7 separate regions of the Mus musculus genome follow, and regions 1, 2, 3, 5, 6 and 7 are each linked to region 4. The links are chromatin contacts, called in public HiChIP or PLAC-seq and promoter capture Hi-C maps. All regions are on one chromosome and are shown on one strand. The core of a region is the stretch at or near the end of the contact, and the rest is flanking DNA. Distances in the headings are between cores, read along the strand shown. Region 1 has its middle 25 kb from the start of Psap. Region 2 has its middle 25 kb from the start of Pcbd1. Region 3 holds the start of Sgpl1 (sphingosine phosphate lyase 1). Region 4 holds the start of Slc29a3 (solute carrier family 29 (nucleoside transporters), member 3). Region 5 overlaps Cdh23 (cadherin 23 (otocadherin)). Region 6 holds the start of Pcbd1 (pterin 4 alpha carbinolamine dehydratase/dimerization cofactor of hepatocyte nuclear factor 1 alpha (TCF1) 1). Region 7 overlaps Cdh23 (cadherin 23 (otocadherin)).

Region 1 (2,871 bases), core at 160-2,659, 500 kb after region 4:
TCGATCCTCCCCCCAACTCTTACATTGTGGTCCCTGACCTCTGACCCATGTTTGGCTGTGGGTGTCTGCTTCTGTTTCCAACAGTCCACAGATTACAACAGCAATATGCTGTAATCTATGGAGAGTAATTGTGGGAGGGAGAGAAGCAGGGAGAAAGAAAAAGAAAGGATGAAGAGGAGGGGAAACGTAAAAAGGCCTCTATCTGAAAGCAACTTATATTTGCAGCCTTAATAAGGCTGAATATTTAAAGCTTACTGTTGGCTACAGCATCTTGCTGTGTGGACCAGGCTAACCCGGAAGTCTCCATCCTCACTTTGGTGCTGATGGCCGGGATTACAACAGTGAAGCATTAAGCTTTGTTTGAAAAAAAAAATCTGTTTCTGTTGTAACAGGGATCGCAGGTATGTGAAGGGTGCGGTTTAGCTAATCACTGTAAGTAAGGTGGGTTCCCTAGGTTCCAAGAATTCCAGATGGGTGTGATCTGTGCCTGTGACCTCAGCACTAAAGAAAGCTGAGGAAGAAGGCTTTTACTACAAGTTTCAGGCCAGCCTGGGCTACAGAATGAGGGAGTCTCAGTAAATAATAAATAGGTCTGGGCAGTGGTGATATACATGCCTTTAATCCCAGCATTCCAGAGGCAGAGGTAGGTGGGTCTCTGTGAGCTCAGGGCCTGCTTTGGCTACCTAGAGAAGCTGTGGCCAGCCACAGCCACCCAAAACCCTATCTCAAAACCCAATCAGTCAATCAGTCAACCAACTGATTGGTTAAATCAGTCTTTGGTCTGCTGCTTCCTGGATCCTCGCCCAACAAAAAGCTGAGCCACCTCCTGACCTCTGTTCCCCCACACAGGGCATTTTTGGAGGTTAAGCTGGGGAGAGCAGCCCAGGATGCTTAGGGAAGCGACACCAACAGTTTCTGGCCACCACCTCCTCCCCTGCCCCCAACATTGCACAAGACTCCTTGAGCCTGTAGCCCTGAGCAATATCCATCCTCTTTCGAAATTACTACTGTGTGCAAAGCCAGTCACCTGCACTACAGCTTTCCTGAGAAAAGGGATCAGAAACCTTACCCATGGGACAGGCAGGGGTGATGGGTTCCCCTAGCCGGAGCAGGAGCACCCTCATTGCCCTAGGCCTGAGTGGGGCCATACTTGTGCACAGTTGGCACATGCACACACACACACAAACACACACACACACACATACACACACACACACACACACACACACACACACACACACACACACACACACACACAGTAGTGCTCTAGGGATAGGTGTGCCTGCCCTGCTAACCAGCAGCAGCTGGAGCTCTGGGTCGGTCGCTATTATTCAGATCATTCACACACTATGAGGTCACACACACCCTGCCTGTCCTCAGGGCGATCTTTCTAGGGCCCAAGAAGCCATTTGCAGCAAGAGGCCATCTGCCGAGGGGCCATCTCTCTCCAGTATGTTCTGGCCTGCCTGGGCCAGTGTGGTCCAGTTTACAACTTTGGAAGGAGCCCCCTCCCTCTCTCTGCCTTCAGTCTCCTCTTCAGTGAAGTTCAGATGAGGCAAAATAGAACAGACAATGAAGGGCAGTCCGGAAGTTAGAGAAGCCCCTCCCCTGAAGAGGACAAGTCCAGGACAGGCTCTGTGGTGCCTACCAGGGTTGAGGCACCTTATAGGCCTGGAGACCTGGGTTTGACTCCCGGGACCTCCTCCACAAATCTGTGCCTCCCCTCAACCCTTCCACTATTTTTTTTTTAATTTTAATTTTTGTTTTTATTTTTAGTTTATTTCATGTGTATGAGTGTTCTGCTTGTGTGTATGTCTGTGTGCCACTTGCATGCCCAGTGCATTCAGAGACCAGAAGGGGGCATCAGATCCTTGGAGCTAGCTGCCGTGTGGGTGCCGAGTATCAAACCCAGGTCCTCAGGAAGAGCAACCAGTGCTCTTAACCACGGAGCCAGCTCTCCAGCCCCCTAATTTTTTTTTTTTTTTATTAAAATTAAAGAAAGCCTGGGGCTAGAGAGATGGCTCTGTGGTTATTCACAAACACTGTCTGCATTTCCAGAGGTTCTGAGTTCAGTCCCCAGCACCCACATGGTGGCTCACAACCATCCTTAATGAAATTGGATGCCCTCTGTGTCTCTGAAAACAGCTACAGTGTACTTACATATAATAAATAAATCTTTTTAAAAAAATTCCCTTGAGGGGGCTAGTGAGATGGCTCAGTGGGTAAGAGCACCCGACTGCTCTTCCGAAGGTCCAGAGTTCAAATCCCAGCAACCACATGGTGGCTCACAACCATCTGTAACGAGATCTGACGCCCTCTTCTGGTGTGTCTGAAGACAGCTACAGTGTACTTACATGTAATAAATAAATCTTTTTTTAAAAAAATTCCCTTGAATGGGGAGACAGGGAGACCAGGATGGTGGGGTCTTCCTCCCTACCTGGAGAGAGGGTCTCAATCGGTCTGTCTGTTCCTCCTTGCCCCGTGGAGACCAGGTCTAACCTGTACTTTCGATATAGAGCAAGCTGGCTTTGAGATCACAAGAACCCACTTGCCTCTCCCTCCTAGGTGCTGGGATTATAGGGGTACACCTCCACCTCTGGCTAAGATGGGATCCCTTGTTGAACCTGGAACCCACAGCTCTTTTCAGCTAGATAGGTAGGCATCCTGTATCTGCCTGCCCCAGCTCTGGGGTCCCAGGTTGGAAACAGCCTGGCTTTCTATGTGTTCAGAGGCCAGCCTGGTCTACTGAGGTGGGGTTCAGGAAAGCCAGATCTACAAGGAAAGACCCTGACTCAAAACAAAACAAAACAAAACAACAAAACAAAAACAAATCAATCCAAGTCCCCAAGATGGCTCCGCAGGTGACGTCAG
Region 2 (2,869 bases), core at 99-2,598, 310 kb before region 4:
GCAGCTGTTCATGTTGCCAGTTTGGGTGTGGCCAGTCAGACACAGTCAAATAACCCAGAGCCCTTTTTCTGGTACCTCTGATACTCCTCTTTGATGGCTGTGGTGGAGAGTTCCAGAGCTGGGGAAATGAGGACCATGATGTGTCTTCCTGGTGGCTGTCTCCCCACAGGGGACCATTTGTAGAGTCATCGCAGGAAACAGAGGCTAGGTCAACAGGGACAGCTATGCCCACGGCCCACCCTGCAGTCTTCTGGGCTGAATATCTACTGGCCCCGGGGCTCCTTCCAGCTTTGCAGTGGCCAGGGAGTCTGTAGGAAGGAGCTCAGGGCCGAAGGGACGCCAGATGGAGGACCAGTCCAGTTCAGCAAAGCAGAAGGCGAAAACAGGTCCCAGCTGGGGGTTCTTTCCAGCTGGACCTAGGATATGCTGAGACAGATCTGTGTCCCGCTGAATAAGTTCTGATTAACTGCACTGCCTTTGAACCTGGCAGAAGCGGAGGTGCTGGGGTGCATCAGGTAGGGACTGAGTTAATAAAAATATCTGAGTTTGTTTCGGTGCAGCTCATTGGGTGGACCAGTAGCCACAGTCAAGTGGGGGGTGGGGGGTTGGCCTGCAGACTTCTCTTCAAGAGACACTCCCTAGGACTGGCTGGCAGCCTGCCCTGCAAATGGTAGCCCCTCCCCCTCACAGGGAAGGGCACCCCGCCTCTCTTCGTTCTGTCTAGTCAGTGACAGAGCTGGGGAATCCTATGGCCAGGCCATATTTGGTGCTCCTAGTGCGTCTTGAGATGTCCTCATGGCTAGGCTTGATGAAGCTTGTCCCAGTTCATGCTATTGTGGTGTCAGAGCACCATAGTCTGCGGGTTCCTACCTCCTACGGCTCCCCTTCTCCCCTGCACCCTTTGTGGGAATATCCCCAGGGACTCTGTCTTGTATGACACAAGGGGCTCTTGCAGTACCCACCGTCCCGGCAGGAATACATAGCCTGGAAAAAAAACAGCCTGCGCAGCCCCACAAAGTCTATCCTTTGTGGGATTCTGGGCACAGGGGTCGGAGGGCATAAGATCCTGTTTTATTTAGCCTTTGGCTTTGCTGAGCTGGACTGGTCCTCCATCTGGCGGCCCTGCGGCCCTGAGCTCCTTCCTACAGCCCCCATGACCTCTGTGGGCTTTGAAGAGTGTCAGGGCACAGAACGTGTGGAGATATTCTGGCTCCACTTCCCTATATTCATAGAGAATCACAGAGAAGTTGAGTTAGCCATCTTTCCTGCAGCCGCATAGTAGCTTTGAGGAAGGCTGGCCAGGGGCGTGGTCTATACAGGGGCGTGGCCTCTCCTGGGTTCACGTCCCCTCATAGGTCAGAGCTCCCAGGGCCAGGCATCCAGTTATCCAGCCCAAAGCGCCAGGTCTTCTCCCAATTATTGTGAAGCCTCTCCAGGCTGGGCCCTCTGCTCGCTTACCCCCTTGTCCCCCAGAGGCAGCTGACCCTCTTTTCAGTGCACAGGGCCTCCTGTGGAACTAGAGGTCTCAGGCACTCATTTAAGCTGAGGTTCAGATACAGGAATCGCTTCCCTAGGCCCATAGCAGGCTAACATTATCGCAGAGTCACAGACCTCTTTATACCCTAAGGCAGCCATTGGGTCCTGGTGATAAATCCCAGCAGGCTTTCTGAGGCCAGAGCTAAGATCTAGAACCACGAGGGAGACAATATCTGTGAAGGGTTATCTTGATTAGGTTAATTGAGGGACTAAGGCCCACTCCAAATGTGAGCAGTTGTAGGGTTAAGGGGTCCTGCATCCTCTCGGCCGGCCACAAGCTCCGGTCCCTAAGGGAGGTGGAACATGGGAACTTGTACTGCACTTACCACGCCAGTGCCGGGCTATGGGAAGCCATGGGACACCGCTCCAGGGGTGGGGGAGCACAGTCTGAGGTCCCGGGGACAGCTGGAGCTGGCTCAGGGGTCCTTAGGACTGCAAGCAGGCTGGGGCATCTGGTTCTCAGGCTCTTGGGCACCCAGGCGCTGCTGGATGCCAAGGAAGAGCTGAGAACTGAGTGGGAGCCTGCAGGCTGGATCTAGCCTGGGGCCGAAGCGGGAAGGGGGATACTCCAGCTGGATCCTGTGGGGATAGAGCCCTTGGTTTGTTGGTGGGTGGCTGGCTTGGCTTGGTGGTCGCGGCTGAGAGCATAGAGAGGCCTTGTACCAGAGATTAGACTCGGATCTATAGTTGAAGGGCTTCTCTATGGCTCTCCACGGCGGATCCCAGTGAAAAGAGACAGTTCATGGTTTATTGTCATGGCAGAAAGTGGATGAGTAAAACTGTACCCCATTTCTCAGGGGCGGGCCTGAGGTTAAATACCTTTTGCAGAGAGGAGCGTCTGGGAAGGAAAGCTTAATTGGCTTCAGGCCTTTAGGTACCTCATTAAAATGAAGATCTGTCTTGAGGCTACGTCCTGTGGCGGGGCTTGGGGCATGGCCCTTATATGACTGAAGGACACAAATCTATGGAAAGCTGAGGCCTCATGCCAGGAGCCTAGTGTTCAGGAACCAGGTAAAACGCCTGCTGTTCCTCAGGGTCACCGGGGTTTCCAGCCTGTGTTCCACCAGAAACCAGGCTGCCTTTCACAGTCCTACAAGCCATCATCCTATGGGCTACTCATAAAAAGAAGAAAGCTGAACCCTGCCCTCCCCCCCACCCCCACCCCGCCCCGCCCCCAGCATTTGTCTCTCTTCTTCCGGACTTCAGTCACATTGTGTCCAGCTGCATCCAGCTCTTGCTGCCTCCCTGATAGGTCGGGACCTTCAGACCTTAAGAAAGTTCACAAAAACCTTTTCCTCCTTTAAAGTGAATTTTATTTTATTTTTTAATTAAT
Region 3 (2,962 bases), core at 416-2,915, 390 kb before region 4:
CTTTTTTCATTCAGACATCTTTAACCTTGATGGGAAAATCAAGTTTCCAACACAGAAAAGAGACCAAGGGCCAACCCCTTGCTCACTCAGTGAACATAACACAAGTTAAAGTCATCTCAGAGGAGGGAATATTGATTAAGAAAATGCCTCTATGAGATTCAGGCTATAGGCAAACCTGTAGGGCATTTTCTTAATTAGGGATTGATGGGGGAGGTCGCAGCCCACTGTGGGTGGTGCTATCCCTGGGTTGGTGGTCCTGGGTTCTATAAGCAAGCCAGCCATGAGGAGCAGGGCAGTAAGCAGCACTCCTTCATGGCCTCTGCATCAGCTCCTGCCTTCAGGTTTTGCCCTGTTTGAGCTCCTGTCCTGACTTCTTTTGTTGATGAACAGTGCTCTGGACGTGTAAGCCAAATAAACCCTTTCTTCCCCATATTTCTTTGGTCATGGTGTTTCATCACAGCAATAGAAACCCTAAAACAGTAAAATCTCAAAGCTCTTCCTTTAAAGACCCAGGTTAGGTGGTTGCTCAGATTAGTCTTGTCTGCAGACACTGGCTGGAAGTGACCAATTGTGTCCAGAATGCAAGGGTTGGGGTGGGGAATAGGGTCTTATTTTGAAGCCCCGGTTGGCTTCAAAATTGCCTCAGGAATTACAGGAACAAACCACCACACCAGGTTCAAGTTAATTATTTCAAGCATTTATTTTTATTTATGTGTAAGCGTGTGTGTGTGTGTGTGTGTGTTTATGGCCTCAGAGGCCAGAAGACAATGTCAGAGTCCATGGACCGGGAGTGGTGTTTGGGAGCCATCTTAAGTGGGTGCTGGGACCCAGCCTCACTGAGCCCTCCCTCCCCAATCACTTCACATAACCAGCTTTTTATGGGTATAATTTCAGTACTTGGGAGCCTAAAGCAGGAAGATTGATTCAAGTTCAAGGCCAGTTTATAGCTTACACGACAGAGTGAGACCCTGTCTCAAACACTAACCAGCCCCTAAACTGTTGAGTGTAGTGGCTGGCAGGAAGATTGTGAGTTCAAAGTTATCCTAAGATACAGGACCAGTTTGGGGCCAGCATGACCTAAGTCAGAACTTGGATCAAAACAAAGAATTGTTAAGAGAGATGTCACCTTAGATTTTTGGAAGGCTGTGATGAGGCGGGAGAAAACCTAGATCAAAGCCTTTGACTGCCCTACAGAAAGACCTCAAAGCCAGTCTCGGCAACTTAGTATAAAAAGCCTGCATCACAAAACAACAACAAACAACAATAGCAACAAAAGACAAACACAAAGAGTAGCCTGAAGAAGTTGTAAACTCACAGGGCCAGCTGCTGGCGAAAGGTGAGACCCCTAGACACCCTATCTGGCTTAGACACAGTCCCTACCCGGCCAGCAGGCGGCGCGCACGCCCACACGGCTCTGGGCGCCCCGAACCTTGGCGCCGAGCCTCTCAACCCTGGCGCCATTACTTAGCCCTGGCCACAAACTCTCGCCTGAGTTCCCCCGACACCACAGCCCGGACCCAGCAGTAGGCGGGCGGAGGGCTGCGGGGCGAGCCGAGCCCAGCGCGGCGTCGGACGTGCGCGCGCCCGACAGCGGCAAGGGCGCGCACGGCCCGGGCTCCTGGAGGCGGGCGGGTACCCCAAGGCCATTTCCGGGAGGGGCGGGGCCGGGGGCGGCGCACCTCCAATCTCTGCGGCGGCGGCGGAAGGGGGAACCCGGGTCCCGTGGCCAGCGAGTGAGTCGCTCGCAGAACCGAGGCGCGTGAGGTGGGCGGCGGCCAGCGGAGCCTCTGCGGGGAAAGAAGGAGCCGGGTCCACAGCCTGAGGAGGTGGAGCTGCCGCGGCGGGCTGGACCCGGCGGGAGCAGTGGGGAGCCGAGAGGAGCTGGAGGGATCCGGGCCCGGGCTGAGGGGAGAGGAGGGAGGCCGAGCTGTGGTTGGGGAGCCGAGAGGGAATTGGGTTGTGGGGAGCTGCGCGGAGGGAACCGGGCTGTGGGGAGCTGCGCTGAGGGAGGCAGGTCTGTGGTTCATGGAGAGCTGGGCTGAGGGGAGCGCGGCTGAGGAAAGCAGGGCCCGAGCTGAGAGGGAGCCGGGCTGAGGGAGAGCTGGGCTGAGGGGAGCGCGGCTGAGGAAAGCGGGGCCCGAGCTGAGAGGGAGCCGGGCTGAGGGAGAGCTGGGCTGAGGGGAGCGGGGCCCGGGCTGAGGGGGAGCAGGGACCGGGCTGAGGGGAGCAAGGGTTCAGGCTGAGAGGGTCCTGGGCTGAGGGGAGCGGGGCCCGAGCTGAGAGGGAGCCGGGCTGAGGGAGAGCCGGGCTGAGGGAAGCGGTGCCCGGGCTGAGGGAAGCAGGGCTCAGGCTGAAAGGGAGTGGGCTGAGAGGAAGCTGAGCTGAGGGGTGCAGGTCCGTGGCACAGGGAGAGGTGGGATGAGGGAAGCGGGGCCCAGACTGAGGGGAGCAGCGCCTGGGCTGAGGGGGAGCCGGGCTGAGAAGGAGCAAACTGAGGGGTGCGGGCCCCAGACTGAGGGGAGCAGGGTCGGGGCTGCGGGGTCGGGGCTGAGGGGAGCGGGGCCCAGGCTGAGGGGAGCAGGGCCCAGGCTGAGAGGGTCCTGGGCTTAAGGGAGTCAGGCTAAGAGGGGGCGGGCTGAGGGGAGCCGGGCCTGGTCTGAGGGGGCTGGGTCCGGGCTGATGGGGAGCCGAGCTGCGGGGTGTGGGTTCCCGACTGCTGTGGGGCGTCGGAGAGACCCAGGCTCGAGTCTGTGGCCGGGGCTGAGTAGTGGCGCCAGGCTACAGGGGCGCGGGGGAAAGGCAGGCCGGGCTGGAGGAGTCCCGGGTCCCGCTGTGCCGAGAGGCGGCGGCGCTGCCGTGGGCCCGGGGAAGGGGCGTGTCCCCGCGTGCACGCCGCGGGCTCCACTGCTCCGGGGTGCCGGGGTCGGCTGGAGCGCTGCCAAAGCCGGCAGGGGGATCCCGC
Region 4 (2,822 bases), core at 289-2,788:
CTAAGATGAAATTAACCCTTTCCGTCCCAAGTCAGTTTTACTCCGGGGTTTTATCACAGCAAAGGACACAGGGAGACAAGGAGAACCGCCCAGGCTACCTTCTTGTTTGCTGTGCTTTTTCTGATCCTGAGGTAACCTTTGCCTCCTCTGTGCCCTGTAGGGAGTGTGCCCACGGCTTGGAGCATGCTAGCTTCTGCTCTCCCACAGAGCCGAATTCCAGACCTCACGTGTTCCCCTTGCAGTTGAGGCTGGTATTTAGGCCATGTTTTGAGATTTACTCATTTCTCTGAGCCTCACCCACGTGTGTATGTGGGTATGCATGTCTGATGTGTGTGCATATGTACATGTGTGCATGGGTGCATGTATACATATATGTGAGTGTGTCTAAAAGTGTGCATGTGTATGTGTGTGAGTGGGCAAGTGTGTGTGTGTCTGTGTTACACATTATTAAAAGCCTGTTGTTTTTCTTCTGTGTTTGATATTAGGGATCCTTTGCCAACTAGGAACCATGATGGGTAGAGAAAATTCTATTTTTTCCCCCTTCACACTTATGAAAAGAAGCCTACTAAGCTTTGGCATCAGTAAGTCCCCAGCTGGTCTCTGGGACTGGCCCACACCAGCCTTGCTTGTGCCCACGTTTTCTCTGGTCTAGCGCAGGACATCAGCCAACTCCTACTCTGCCTCTTTCTTTTCCCCTCCTGTCCTTACCTCCTCTCCTCAGGTGATCTGTAAGGACAGCGCAGGCATGTATACTCCAACCCTAACGCCGCCAGGGTCTCAAGTAACCTGGGCTGACCACTATGTAGCTAAGGTGAGCCTAAACCCCAGAGCCTCCCAAGTGCGGGTGGTAGGTGACACCTACACGTCCCCTGCAGGGCAGCGGAGGAAGTCACCCCCCAGTGGTAAGGGATTGGGTAGAAAGGAAGCCCAAACTTCTGCCACTCTTGGGTGTTTCCTTAGGTTCCCCACTTTTCTCTCTCTCTCTCAAAAAGAAAACAAAAACAAAGCACATCGGTTCCGTAACCCCCACTCTGCACTCGGAGCTGTACAGGAGCCATCTTCAGCTCTCTCCTGAACTTTGATCTCAGAGTCTCCCAAAAGTTTCTCTTCTGCAGATGTGGCATCTGGATTGCCCCTCCAACACAAATCTGCTCACTCTGGCCTCGCTCACTGCCACCAAATAGCTTCAAGCTCTCTCTGCGGCTCTCCACCTAGGCTGGGAGGCCAAGTTCATCTTGCTGGTACATCCTGCTCTGGAAGTATTGAGGGGGAGCAGGGGGCTGTGGGGCACCCTAGGGAATGAGGCGGTGGATACCAATAGGGAGTCAGGCAGGACCTGTTCCAAAGCCACACTTTTTTCACTTTGCAATTGGACGCCTGCAGTTACTGCCGTAGGCCAGGAAGAGGCGCGCGTGGGGGCGGGGCCAGAGGGAGGAGTCGGCAAACCCGGAAGCGCTGAACGGGGCGTGGTGAGCTGAGAAAAGGAGGGCGGGGCTGGGAGGACAAGGGCGGAGCCCGGCCTGGCTGAGCTCTGGTCACAGTGGCCCAGCGCCTTGGACCTGGTGGAGGTAGCAGCGGCAGCGACAGTAAGTGCGGGTGCAGCGGCCCCCATGCTTGGCTGGGTCTTCCCTTCCCGAGGCTGAGCCTGGCCTCTCCTCCACACTCTTCTCTGGTCCCGCGTGTGGGGACAGGTCGGCCCGAAAGATCCAGAAGGCTTTGCGGGTCCGGATCGGATGCCACAGCTGCCTCTGCAGCGAGGACTTGTCTTAGCCTACTGCCAGGCTCGCTCTTGGACCCCAGCCTGTGTCCACAGGAGCCATCGTGGCACACGGGCTGGCCAGACATGTTCTCAGTCCCCAGACTCCTACCCTTTCCAGCTCTGACTGGTCCTTACCCCAGGACCCCAGTCAGAGGCAGGGACAGCTTGGCCCCGGGAGGTTCTCCGCCTCCTCTCCTTTCTTTGTCTTTCTCTATTCATCCAAAGCCACAGCTACCTTTTATAAAGAGTAATAAGGCGTTGCTCAGTCCACTGCACCGCCCGTGACCTGGTTAGAGAAGATCCCTGGCAACTTCAGATGCTTGGTCAAGGCTGAGTAGTCCTTGATGAATAGACACAGTAGCTGAGAAGGGACTTCAGACCTGTGTGGGTCTGGGTGACCCACACTGAGCCGCTGAGCCGTGCGCCCACCCTCCTAGCCTGAACTTCTGGAAATGGAACAGGTCCTTGCCAGTTCTCTGATGCTTCATGATTATCTTTCACACTAAAAAAGAAAATACGTGTACATATGTGTGCCTTTGTGTGGGTATGTGCAGTTCTTTCAGGTGCCCACAAAAGCTACAGGAGGGCATAGAATTCCCTGGAACAGGAGTTAAAAGTAGCTGAGCTACTTGACTAGGGTGCTGGGAACTGAACACGGGTCATTTGAAAGAACAGCAAGCGCTCTTCACTGCTGAAACATTTCTCTAGATTCTGTTTATATTTAAAAAACAAACAATAATTTAAAGCACGTTTGCATGGATGGCCCTGTCTAGGTCCTTGCATGGTCCTCTTTGGTCTTTGTGTGAATTAAGGCTGTAGAGGGGTCTGCTCAGCTTGCTAGGACACTGTAGAACCTCTGGCCTGCCTGAGCCAGGGCTCCGCTGCAATAGTCAGGGATCTGTTTATCCAGCAGTGCTGATGAGGGGCATTCCCCTTGTTTGTCTCTGCTCATAGCTTCTTGCTGCAGGAAGCCTTCAAGAGGGAGGGCTATGGGGACTTGGAACCAGCAGATGGAGTCACATTCCCAGATTATCCCTGGGGGTTGGGGGAGGGAGATGAGGTT
Region 5 (3,057 bases), core at 523-3,022, 420 kb after region 4:
CAGAATCCATGAGTACTAGCACACACCCAGCTCCTGGCCAGCCATTGCAAGGCTAAGCAGGAGGATTGCTGGGAGTTCACAGTTAGCCCAGAATTCCTACAAACCCTGAATCAAAAGAAGCAAGCGTAAGATGGATGCAGTATTGTATTCTATAATCCTAGCCCTTGAGACACAGCAGAGACATTAGGAGATCCGGTCATCATGGCACCATCGTTTGAGGTCAGTCCATGCTGTAAGAGACCCTGTCTTTCAAAAAAAAAGTAAAGCAACCAAGTATAATGAAAAAATCTACTCAAAATAAGTCATCTCTTGAGCCGGGCGTGGTGGCGCACGCCTTTAATCCCAGCACTCGGGAGGCAGAGGCAGGCGAATTTCTGAGTTCAAGGCCAGCCTGGTCTACAAAGTGAGTTCCAGGACAGCCAGGGATACACAGAGAAACCCTGTCTCGAACCCCCTCCCCCCACCCCAAAAAAAGTCATCTCCTAGAGCCAGACAGGTTGTGGGAATTCCAGCCAGCAAGGGAGCACCATCCGCCTTAATTAAACAACAGAGGGAGGCTTAGAAACAACTGAGTTGGTTTCTTTGGCTTGGACAATCAACCAGTCACTTGGCTATGGGCGCATTCATTAGCACAGTTGCCCTGATCCAGCGCTGCCCATGTGGATTGCGGTGCTCAGTACAGGAACTCAGTCCCAGTCAGTCAGGCCCCCTTTGGTTTTATTGAGCAGCAATTTTCTGGTATCCACCAACCACTCCCTTAATGCACCCCTCAAGCCTTCTCCTGGGCACACCCAAACTTCAAACTGTAAGATAGCTTGAGCCATACTTAAGTGCACCTGAGTTTCTCTCCTGGCCTCTTGGAGTGTCTGAAGACTGTTGACATCCAAGGTCCCTCTTTTGGGTTTGCCCAGAACTTGGTTATCACTGACTTACCATCTCCTTGGAAAGATCCTGGTGCCCTCCTTTGACCCTTATCTGTTAGGTACTTTAGGGAAGGTACTTCTAGCTGCCTAGGAACTGTGGTCAGAGCATGGGTAACTGGGGTGTGGGGGGTGGGGAGTACCTGCTCATCTAACCAGCCAGGCACATCCCAGACAGGGATTGTCACTGTCAACCGGCCCCTGGACCGAGAGCGCATCCCAGAGTACAGGCTGACTGTTTCTGTGAAGGATAACCCGGAGAACCCACGCATAGCCAGGAAGGTAAGGCTGCAAGACACTGAGGTTGGATGGGGTAAAAGAGGTGGGGAGGGGAAGAGAGAGGGAGAGGGGGTGGGGAAGCCAAGTGTGTGTGTGTATGTGTGTGTGTGTGAGAGAGAGAGAGAGAGAGAGAGTTGTAAGAGTGAGAATGGATACTCAAATACACACACACACACACACACACACACACACACACACACCTCCCCTGGTGAGCGGGTGGCAGCTTGCCACAGGCTTAGAAGCACACATCTGCCTTAGCAAGCGCTGGCTTCAGATCTCAGTTTTCCTGTCCACCAGTATGTGCTTGAGCCAATTCATTTTCTTCCCAGCCTCCCTTTTCTCTTGCATCCTTGAGTCAGTACTGAGCCTGGCCCAGGGCCAACACTCATTGGATGCCAGATGACCCCAGATGTATGTGTATGTACACACATAGGACTCAGACTTGCACTTAGAGGCCCTGAAGGGGGAGGGTGGGCTACAGTGTCCTTCGAATGTCAAACACACAGGCTCCTTACTGAAAGGCAGTGGGTGCTGCCTGACGGTCCCTTTCCGGTTGGAGTTGGTCTGTTCTTACTGCTCCTGGTGTCGGGCTAGGATCCTGTGCCTGTTTCCCCAGAGCTGCTCCGGGCCAGCTAAGTGGCCGTGTTGCCACACTGCTTTCTTAATACTTCAGTTTCCCCATCTGGACTCTGTTCTGGAACATGAGCAACTTATCAGTGGCTACACCAATGAAGGAGATACCACCCCCACCTCTGCCTACAGTCCTTTGTGAGGCCCTCATATTCTTGATAAGGCGCTTGATTTTATTGTAAAGGGATGCCAACTCGGTCAGATCCGTATCTGTTGGAATGACCGTGTGATTTCTGGCTCTGGGTCCACTTATGTGATGAATTGCATTTGTTAGTGTATACTGAACCATCTTGTCATCTCTGGAATGAAACCAACTTGATTATGCTGATCACCTGGAGGTGCCTCTTTCTTAGGCTTCCAAGAATTTTGTTGGGAATTTTTTGCATCTCTGTTCAATCAGAATGCGCTGTAGTTTGTTGTTCTTGAACAGGGTTAGGGTTCTCTGTTGACACAGAAAGCAGTCCCAGTGACAGCCATCTCAGGGAGCCCTTTCTTATATGATCCCTACTGTCTTAGTTAGGGTTTTACTGCTGTGAACAGACACCATGACCAAGGCAACATTTAATTGGGGCTGGCTTACAGGTTCAGAGGTTCAGTCCATTATCATCAAGGTGGGAGCATGGCAGCATCCAGGCAGGCATGGTGCAGGAGGAGCTGAGAGTTCTACATCTTCACCTGAAGGCTGCTAGCAGAAGTCTGACTTCCAGGCAGCTAGGATGAGGGTCTTAAGCCCAAGCCCATAGTGACACACCTACTCCAATAGGACCACCCCTCCTAATAGTGCCACTCCCTGGGACAAGCATATTCACACATTATGCCTACTGTGACTTCTATACATTTCACAGAAGTGCTGAAGGTTGATCTGCAGTATCCACAGTGTCTGTGGCACTGGTGGCAATTGTATTAACTGTGGTGAGGGGAGTTGGTTGGACCAGTAAACAGGTAGACCTCAGGGACAGGAGAATCAGCTGGCAGAGTGATAAAATATTCCTCTTCCCTCCATTTCCCTAAATATAATGAATCACTTGTCTGATGAGGCTTCTATGGTGCTGTCTTACCCCAAAGTGCATCCTGGGGCTTTGAAGCACAGGGTACCATCTCTGTGTCCCCATCTGAGGACTGCAGAGTCATATTTAGGGGCCCTAGCTTTGTATGAGAGTATGGGTGAACTTGGGCTAACATCAATCAGACATGAAGGTCTGAAAGCCAGGACTCACCTTCCAACCTG
Region 6 (3,134 bases), core at 5-2,504, 340 kb before region 4:
AATCACCCAGGGATACAGTGTTCAACTGACAAGGACTCAAATTTGGCTTGGGGAGCAGGAGGAAGGTGAACTGTGTCCTGCAAGCCACCCATCGTTTCCATACCCTGGGGTGGGTATCGAAATGGCCCTTTGGCTTCATGAGTGAAGGGATGAGACCCACTCCTTAGACCAAGAGATGCCAGTGGAAATACTTCAGTAGCAAGGTTATCAAGTGAAAGTCAGCTTCATTAAAAAAAAAAAAAAAAACAAAAAACCAACACTTCCTAGAACAAGAACATCTGTGACAGTTCTCAGGCCAGCAGTGGGGCCTACAGAACCAACACCAGTGTGTGTGTGCTCTCAGAAACAAGGGGCTCCAGCTCAGTGCAGAGATCTGCTCTGTGGTTAATGAAGGGGGTGGGGGACTTCCAGCATTGACCCTTCAGTGGGTGATAAGCGGGACACTTGTAACCAGGCAGCCAGGTATCAACAGGGCTCCACTCTTTAGAATTTTCCAGAACCAACTTTCAGGCTGACAATGCTCTGAACTCAGGTCAGAGGGGTAAGGGCCTTATTTGCTTAGGGAAGCTCTGTCAGCTTGTTAGTGTGGGCTGAGCGATTACTGATTATCCAAGCCTGTGGTGTCTTTGGGCCCAATGACTCTTCCCAGGCCTCAGCTGCCAAAACACCCTCCTATCCCTGATCGAGTACAGAGAACCCGAACCACGCTATTTGGTAAGGGTTGCAGGGAGGTCTAGGGGCTCCTTTCCTAGGGACCTACCTAAGATCCTGACCCACCACCACGCCAAGGTGGGACACAGCACCCTATCTAGGTGTTAGGGCGGGGCTTAAGGCCAGGGACAGCACTGGGTGCAGAGAGAACTGAACACCACCCCCACCCCCACCCCAATCTGGCAAGCCTGTAGGGCCAGGCAGCGCCACGGAGACTTGCCTTGCTGCCACACCCCGCCAGCAGACTAGGCCTGGGAGTTGGGACAGGCTAGGTTTCCAGGCCCACCGCCACCGCCCCCAAGGGAGGCCAGGCGACTCTAGCCCGGCTGGATGGCGCTGCAGGAGGCTCAGCGTGGCCCGCGCCCCCAGCATCGGAGCCCTAGTCGTCTCTCCACACCACCCCCCGCCCCCCACTTCCTGGTCTCCTCTCAGGGTCCACCAGACTTCCTGCGCTTACCATGTCCAGTGCGGGAAGCAGGTGGCGGCAGCGAGGGAGAGAGCAGCGGGCAAGCAGCAGGCCACCGCGGGGGCGGGGCAGAGATCCGGTGGCCGCGGGTAATAATTAACATGGGTCCTCCTTGCTCCACGCCCTTGCAATGCTTTCCATGCCCTGTGCTCTGTGAGCATGGCTGCGTGATGGGCTCCAGGGCAAAAGCTTTGACATCTCAGTACCTCTGCTCCCTCTCTGCCAGAGGACTCTGGGCACCAGACTGCCTGACCTATTGTTACAGTAACAACGACAACAAAAGCCACCCAGATAAATGTCACATACACTGGACTGCACATATATAAAGTGCACAGTTTTAACCATCTTAACAGAACAGAAGACTTTTTTAAAAAAGATTTATTTATTATATATAAGTACACTGTAGCTGTCTTCAGACACACCAAAAGAGGGCATCAGATCCTATTACAGATGGTTGTGAACCACCATGTAGTTACTGGGAATTGAACTCAAGACCACTGGAAGAGCAGCCAGTGCTCTTAACCACTGAGCCATCTCTCCAGCCCAATAGAAGATATTCTAAAGGGACTCAACGTATCCCTCCTTTGGGCTATCAGGCTATTGAAACAATGGAACCCAAGAAATCAGAATTTCTTCCAGGAAAGGCATGGTATGAAAAGGAAAAACTAAGGTCTGGTGCCAGCCAGAGAAGAAACTTGTCTACTGGAAAGATTTCACACCATTCTGGCAATTTGCCAGGCCACCTTGTTTAGTAAGGTATTCCTCTTGCCCGCTGTTTAACCTTGAGCCGTAGATTAGGTCCCAGTGGACAGACTTGGAGGCTCATGGACCCCTTCATTTCTCTTCCCAGTAAAGCTGTATTGAGTAAATCACCTTGCTTGCTGTTTTAATCACTGTTTTAATTTTTAAGATTTATTTGTGTGTGTGTGTGTGTGTGTGTGTGTGTGTGTGTGTGCGCGTGCGCATTTGTGTGGGTGCATGGATTTATGTGTACTGTGTGCTGTATGCATGTAGATGCCATGGAGGCCAAAAGGGAACATTGCATCCCCTGGAATTGCACTTAGGTGTTGTTGTGAGCTGCCTCATATGGGTACTGGAGCCAAATTCAGATTCTCTGCGAGAGCAGTAAGCGCTCTGAGCCCTCTCCACAGCACCTCTGCTGTGACTTGTCTCTTTCGTTGGCATATAGAGAGTAGTGGGTGAGCCCTGCTTGTTAGGACTGCCAGGGTCCAGGCTCTGACCCTAATAACTTCAGTGACATGGAGGGACATGTGCTTCTCTTAGGAATCCATCAGCAGGATTAGGAACACCTCTCCCTGTGCCACCAGATAGCCTCTCTCTTCCAGGGCTCCCCCTAAGCCAATGCTCTTCAATTGCTGGCAAGCAGGTTGCATTTTCTAGACATCCCCATGGCCCCATGCATTGAAACCATTTAGTTTATACTTACCTTTGAAGTCCATTCATGTTCTATGTACCATTAGTTGATTCTTTTCTTTCTTTTTTTTTTTTAAAGATTTATTTATGTATAATGAGTGCTCTATCTGCATGTACACCTGCATGCCAGAAGAGGGCATCAGATCCCATTATAGATGATTGTGAGCCACCATGTGGGTGCTGGGAAATGAACTCAGGACCTTTGGAAGAGCAGTCAGTGTTCTTAATCACTGAGCCGTCTCTCCAGCTCCCTAAAGATCCATTATTTCATAACTGTAATCTTGATACTGTTATAAATTATAATTTAAATATCTGATATGCAGGATATCTGATGTGATTCCCCCAAAGGGGCCATGATCCCCAGATTGAGAACCGCCGGGAGCCTCGTTGGTTGTGGAGGTTTGGCATGGTGCAGGTCCAGAGTCTACACATCTTGGGTCATCTGCAGCTCCCTTAAAGCCACCTATTTCTCTCCTCTGTTGTGACTTAGCATGTTGGTGACTGGAGGGTAAATGCTTCCTAG
Region 7 (2,975 bases), core at 459-2,958, 380 kb after region 4:
GTCTCTGTTCCCTTACCTTTTCCCGGATGCAAACAGGTACAGTGCAGGGACTCTGTGTCTACCAAAAATCCCCAGGCAGGAAAGGGGCATAGTAGGGGTGTAGAAGAAGCCCCCACACTAGCTGTGAGAAGGCCAGAGAAGACAGAGCATAAATAAGAATATATTCCTGGTATGGCTTGAATGTAATAGTAAACTTGTGGGGTCAAGTTCATCTCTCAGCAGCCCAGCATGTACAAGTTGAAGGTGATAGCAGGTTAATGGACAAGAAGGCTGTTTGGTTCAATGACAGGAAAGGAGCTAGGCCTGAGAGGCAAGAGAACCAACATTAGTCCCACCAGCCACAAAACATGTGCCTTTCAGAACCACCATTTCCTTCTGCATTAAACAGGGATGGTAAAGACTCTTGCTTGGGGGTGGAGGAGGCTCAGCAGATACAGTGCTTGGCACGCACACATGAGGAACCAGAGTTCAGATTCCCAGCACCCACAGGCCGCGTGTAGTCTATAACCCCAGCAGTTCGGGGTAGGGTGGGACAGGTACAGGCAGGTCCCCAGAGCTCGGTGCTTAGCTCCAGATTCACTGAAGGGTCTGCCGAAAAGAAAGTGGAACACTAACGAGTCAGCTCAGCTCTACTTACAGAGGATCCACATGGCAGCTCACAACTATCTATTCCCTAACTCCATTCCCAAGTGATCCATTGCCCTCCCGGCCTCCACCGGTGCCTAGCATACATGTGATGCTCTTAGAGACATGCAGGGCAACAAAACAAAACAAAACAAACAAAAAAACAAAACAAACAAAAAACATGCACATAAAATTTTAAAATAAATGCTAAAAATACACAATGGTGGAGTTGGAAAAATAGCTCAAGTAGTTAAGAGCTGACTTTTAATTTGTTGCTCTTGCAGAAGACCCAGGTTTGATTCCCAGTGCTCACACTGTAGCTCATAGCCACCTGTAACTCCAGTTCCAAGCGTTCCAGCAGGCATGTACGTGACACCTATGCATGTATTCAGGCAAAACATTCATATAGTAAATAAATCGTAAAAAAAAAAAAAACATACATTGCAAAGGAATGGAGGAAGACACCCAGTGATTTCTGACTTCCATATGCACACACAAAAACATATATACACGCAAACATCATATATATACACACAGAAAGGCTTTCAAGACTGATATGGAGACAGATGTCAAATAAACAAGAACACACGTGGAAATCTTTTGGGAAGCATATTTTAACCAAAATGATTAAGACATGGCATTCATACTGCCACTTCCCTTCCTGAGTCCAAGGCAGGCATTACTAATCAATCTCAGAACTTTCTTATCAACTGTATCCTTAGCAGAATTCCTCTCACCATATTTTCCAGGAAGCCACACCCAACAGATCAGAACCCAGTGAAATGTTTATCCCCTGGCAATAATGCCATTATAGAGATCTTCACTGGCCCAGACAAAGCTAGATCCCCAGAGTGGAATCCTGAGGTCCTGGTTCAAGCCAGTTACCCAAGGACTCTGTCAGCTATCTGCTCCCCAGGCTGGCATTAATCCTCACCCTCCCAGGACTCCCAGGACTCGCACTCATGGTGGAGAAGGAAAGTGCCAGGGTAAAGCAGCAAGCATGCAGAACATGAGCCAGATGAGCCGTATTCTCTGTGATCTGGGACTGGCACTCAGCTGGGCTGTCTGTGTTTCAAGAGACTTTTGCACTGCCCTCCCTTCCCCCCATCCTGCCTGGCACCCTCCTCCCCCAGTTCCTCTTTTGCCTATTTTAGTTCCCTGAGAAATTTTTAGTTCAGCTCCCACCATGGCAGGTTCAGCGCTGGCATGGACACTGCTCTAGCTCACACCCAGGAAAGCCTTTTCCAGGAGGGAGCATCCTAACAGTGCCCAGGTTAGGAAAGACAAAGGGCCCTCAGCAGCCCGTAGCCTAGCCGCCTCCTCCAAGTCCTCCGGGGAGCAGTTCTCAAAGAAGGAGCTAGCCCCTTCCAGGCCTCTCAGCCCCTTCTCCGCCTCTTCCTGGCAGAAGTAGGGTAGCCCCGGGGTTGCTCTTTTGAGAAGTTGGTCCAAGGCACACTACAATACTTCAGCAGGGTCAGCTCGGTCCACAACAGCTACCAGTGGCCCTTTGGCTTGTCAAGAAGCCCCTGCTTTATCAGACACCTTTCCTCCTGGTTTCTCCCATCCCAGGCCCAGGGAGAGCTTCATCGGAGATAGGTAGAGACCCTCCAGAGATAGATAAAGCACCCGCTCCAAATTTCTGATGGATTCCGTAAGGATCAATTACCTCCTCAAAATACAGACTTCGCTCTCTAGGCTTTTGCTGGTACCAGGAACCCAATATGGCCCTTGAGGCTACAGGGCTCCTCCCTCCTCTTGGGGAACTCAGTTCCCCACTGTGTCTCATTGCCACCCCATCTTTTGCCCCAAGGGCTAGCACCTCAGGGCACCTCCATTTTCCACCCTAAGATCCTGCAGCTGTCTCTACAGCAGCAGCAAGGTGGTAGCACCCAAGTTCATGGATGTAGACAGAACCCGGACCACACAAAACTTCACCCAAAACAGGAAACCACCAAGCTGACATGCCTTTGCTTGCAGGGTCCCAAGAAGAAGAGACTTAGAGCCCTACAGGAGGAAGCTGGGCAGGAAGCGAGTGGTTCTTCTGCTGGGGGCCTCCTCTCCTTTCCACGGAGCTGCAGCCATGCAGGGGTCCCCACAGGCAAATTCTTAGAAGTCATCTGAGTGGTGAGGTCTGAAGCTTAGGGCTGGAGACAGGTCAGGCTCCCCCAGGGGACAGGCTATACTCATCGTTCAGCTGGTCTGTGGGTTCTAGTCTTTGACTGGCCTCACAGCCCTGCCACTGAACAGCTGGCAGTTCGCCAGGCCATTATCCCCAAAGCCAAACAGAACAACACATTCTGTCTATAGTAACTGCATAGATCTAGAGCAATGGATGGTGCAGAAGAGTGGAC

Evidence for each region. Promoter capture Hi-C pulls out the DNA fragments that hold promoters and counts their contacts. HiChIP or PLAC-seq counts read pairs in DNA pulled down with a chosen protein or histone mark. Capture Hi-C pulls out chosen DNA fragments and counts their contacts.
Region 1: an H3K27ac HiChIP or PLAC-seq map of bone marrow-derived dendritic cells shows a contact between it and region 4, with 9 times the contacts expected there. The contact joins the enhancer-like site here to the promoter of Slc29a3 in region 4. A contact is called at or near these places in 7 of 39 promoter capture datasets (the 3T3-L1 cell line, embryonic stem cells, liver and 3 more), 1 of 15 datasets of contacts at CTCF or cohesin (pro-B cells), 9 of 484 Hi-C or Micro-C datasets (B cells, the N1E-115 cell line, bone marrow-derived macrophages and 5 more) and 11 of 115 datasets of contacts at active chromatin or transcription factors (acute myeloid leukemia, bone marrow-derived dendritic cells, bone marrow-derived macrophages and 8 more).
Region 2: a contact with region 4 is called in an H3K27ac HiChIP or PLAC-seq map of embryonic stem cells, with 7 read pairs. The contact joins the enhancer-like site here to the promoter of Slc29a3 in region 4. A contact is called at or near these places in 16 of 39 promoter capture datasets (the 3T3-L1 cell line, cranial neural crest, embryonic stem cells and 8 more), 3 of 15 datasets of contacts at CTCF or cohesin (the NIH/3T3 cell line and embryonic stem cells), 39 of 484 Hi-C or Micro-C datasets (the C2C12 cell line, the HL-1 cell line, the N1E-115 cell line and 16 more), 31 of 115 datasets of contacts at active chromatin or transcription factors (the 230-238 cell line, the SCID.adh cell line, T-cell acute lymphoblastic leukemia and 17 more) and 3 of 9 other capture datasets (liver, macrophages and pancreatic islet).
Region 3: a promoter capture Hi-C map of adipose tissue shows a contact between it and region 4, with 3 times the contacts expected there. The contact joins the promoter of Sgpl1 here to the promoter of Slc29a3 in region 4. A contact is called at or near these places in 14 of 39 promoter capture datasets (the 3T3-L1 cell line, 3T3-L1-derived adipocytes, the C10 cell line and 8 more), 1 of 15 datasets of contacts at CTCF or cohesin (embryonic stem cells), 4 of 484 Hi-C or Micro-C datasets (CD4 T cells, CD8 T cells, the N1E-115 cell line and 1 more), 5 of 115 datasets of contacts at active chromatin or transcription factors (cardiomyocytes, embryonic forebrain, memory CD8 T cells and 2 more) and 3 of 9 other capture datasets (adipose tissue, liver and macrophages).
Region 5: a contact with region 4 is called in an H3K27ac HiChIP or PLAC-seq map of acute myeloid leukemia, with 5 times the contacts expected there. The contact joins the enhancer-like site here to the promoter of Slc29a3 in region 4. A contact is called at or near these places in 18 of 39 promoter capture datasets (the 3T3-L1 cell line, 3T3-L1-derived adipocytes, the C10 cell line and 13 more), 2 of 15 datasets of contacts at CTCF or cohesin (both in the NIH/3T3 cell line), 21 of 484 Hi-C or Micro-C datasets (B cells, the C10 cell line, the C2C12 cell line and 12 more), 25 of 115 datasets of contacts at active chromatin or transcription factors (the 230-238 cell line, the NIH/3T3 cell line, the SCID.adh cell line and 18 more) and 1 of 9 other capture datasets (liver).
Region 6: a contact with region 4 is called in a promoter capture Hi-C map of liver, with 3 times the contacts expected there. The contact joins the promoter of Pcbd1 here to the promoter of Slc29a3 in region 4. A contact is called at or near these places in 18 of 39 promoter capture datasets (the 3T3-L1 cell line, the C10 cell line, cranial neural crest and 10 more), 3 of 15 datasets of contacts at CTCF or cohesin (the NIH/3T3 cell line and embryonic stem cells), 13 of 484 Hi-C or Micro-C datasets (the HL-1 cell line, the N1E-115 cell line, bone marrow-derived macrophages and 5 more), 19 of 115 datasets of contacts at active chromatin or transcription factors (the SCID.adh cell line, bone marrow-derived macrophages, craniofacial prominence and 12 more) and 3 of 9 other capture datasets (adipose tissue, macrophages and pancreatic islet).
Region 7: an H3K4me3 HiChIP or PLAC-seq map of bone marrow-derived macrophages shows a contact between it and region 4, with 5 times the contacts expected there. The contact joins the enhancer-like site here to the promoter of Slc29a3 in region 4. A contact is called at or near these places in 5 of 39 promoter capture datasets (the C10 cell line, cranial neural crest, frontonasal cranial neural crest and 2 more), 1 of 15 datasets of contacts at CTCF or cohesin (the NIH/3T3 cell line), 2 of 484 Hi-C or Micro-C datasets (bone marrow-derived macrophages and muscle stem cells), 21 of 115 datasets of contacts at active chromatin or transcription factors (the 230-238 cell line, the SCID.adh cell line, T-cell acute lymphoblastic leukemia and 17 more) and 2 of 9 other capture datasets (adipose tissue and liver).

Annotation. Positions count from the first base shown.
Region 1 is chr10:60,250,884-60,253,754 of GRCm38.p6, reverse strand. No RefSeq gene overlaps it. Among named protein-coding and RNA genes, the nearest start is that of Psap, 25 kb to the left of the region's middle. Within about 2 kb of position 1,409, at least 78 of the 459 cell types and tissues checked have an H3K27ac peak or open chromatin away from gene starts, as enhancers often do. A contact at or near this core is called in acute myeloid leukemia, bone marrow-derived dendritic cells, bone marrow-derived macrophages and 3 more, where this site is marked.
Region 2 is chr10:61,063,285-61,066,153 of GRCm38.p6, reverse strand. No RefSeq gene overlaps it. Among named protein-coding and RNA genes, the nearest start is that of Pcbd1, 25 kb to the left of the region's middle. Within about 2 kb of position 1,348, at least 40 of the 459 cell types and tissues checked have an H3K27ac peak or open chromatin away from gene starts, as enhancers often do. A contact at or near this core is called in the N1E-115 cell line, cerebellum, craniofacial prominence and 5 more, where this site is marked.
Region 3 is chr10:61,146,387-61,149,348 of GRCm38.p6, reverse strand. It overlaps Sgpl1 (sphingosine phosphate lyase 1), which reads left to right and starts at 1,665. Exons shown (of 15, transcript NM_009163.4): 1 at 1,665-1,826.
Region 4 is chr10:60,751,498-60,754,319 of GRCm38.p6, reverse strand. Slc29a3 (solute carrier family 29 (nucleoside transporters), member 3) reads left to right here and starts at 1,538. Exons shown (of 6, transcript NM_023596.3): 1 at 1,538-1,586. The coding sequence starts at 1,586.
Region 5 is chr10:60,327,951-60,331,007 of GRCm38.p6, reverse strand. It overlaps Cdh23 (cadherin 23 (otocadherin)), which reads left to right. Exons shown (of 71, transcript NM_023370.3): 45 at 1,095-1,202. Among named protein-coding and RNA genes, the nearest start is that of Vsir, 17 kb to the left of the region's middle. Within about 2 kb of position 1,772, at least 18 of the 459 cell types and tissues checked have an H3K27ac peak or open chromatin away from gene starts, as enhancers often do. A contact at or near this core is called in ECoMG-derived neutrophils and acute myeloid leukemia, where this site is marked.
Region 6 is chr10:61,087,451-61,090,584 of GRCm38.p6, reverse strand. Pcbd1 (pterin 4 alpha carbinolamine dehydratase/dimerization cofactor of hepatocyte nuclear factor 1 alpha (TCF1) 1) reads right to left here and starts at 1,254. Exons shown (of 4, transcript NM_025273.4): 1 at 1,169-1,254. The coding sequence starts at 1,171.
Region 7 is chr10:60,370,559-60,373,533 of GRCm38.p6, reverse strand. The region is part of intron 39 of Cdh23 (cadherin 23 (otocadherin)); the gene reads left to right. Vsir (V-set immunoregulatory receptor) reads right to left here. Exons shown (of 7, transcript NM_028732.4): 7 at 850-2,975. Among named protein-coding and RNA genes, the nearest start is that of Vsir, 25 kb to the right of the region's middle. Within about 2 kb of position 1,708, at least 103 of the 459 cell types and tissues checked have an H3K27ac peak or open chromatin away from gene starts, as enhancers often do. A contact at or near this core is called in the 230-238 cell line, T-cell acute lymphoblastic leukemia, adipose tissue and 6 more, where this site is marked.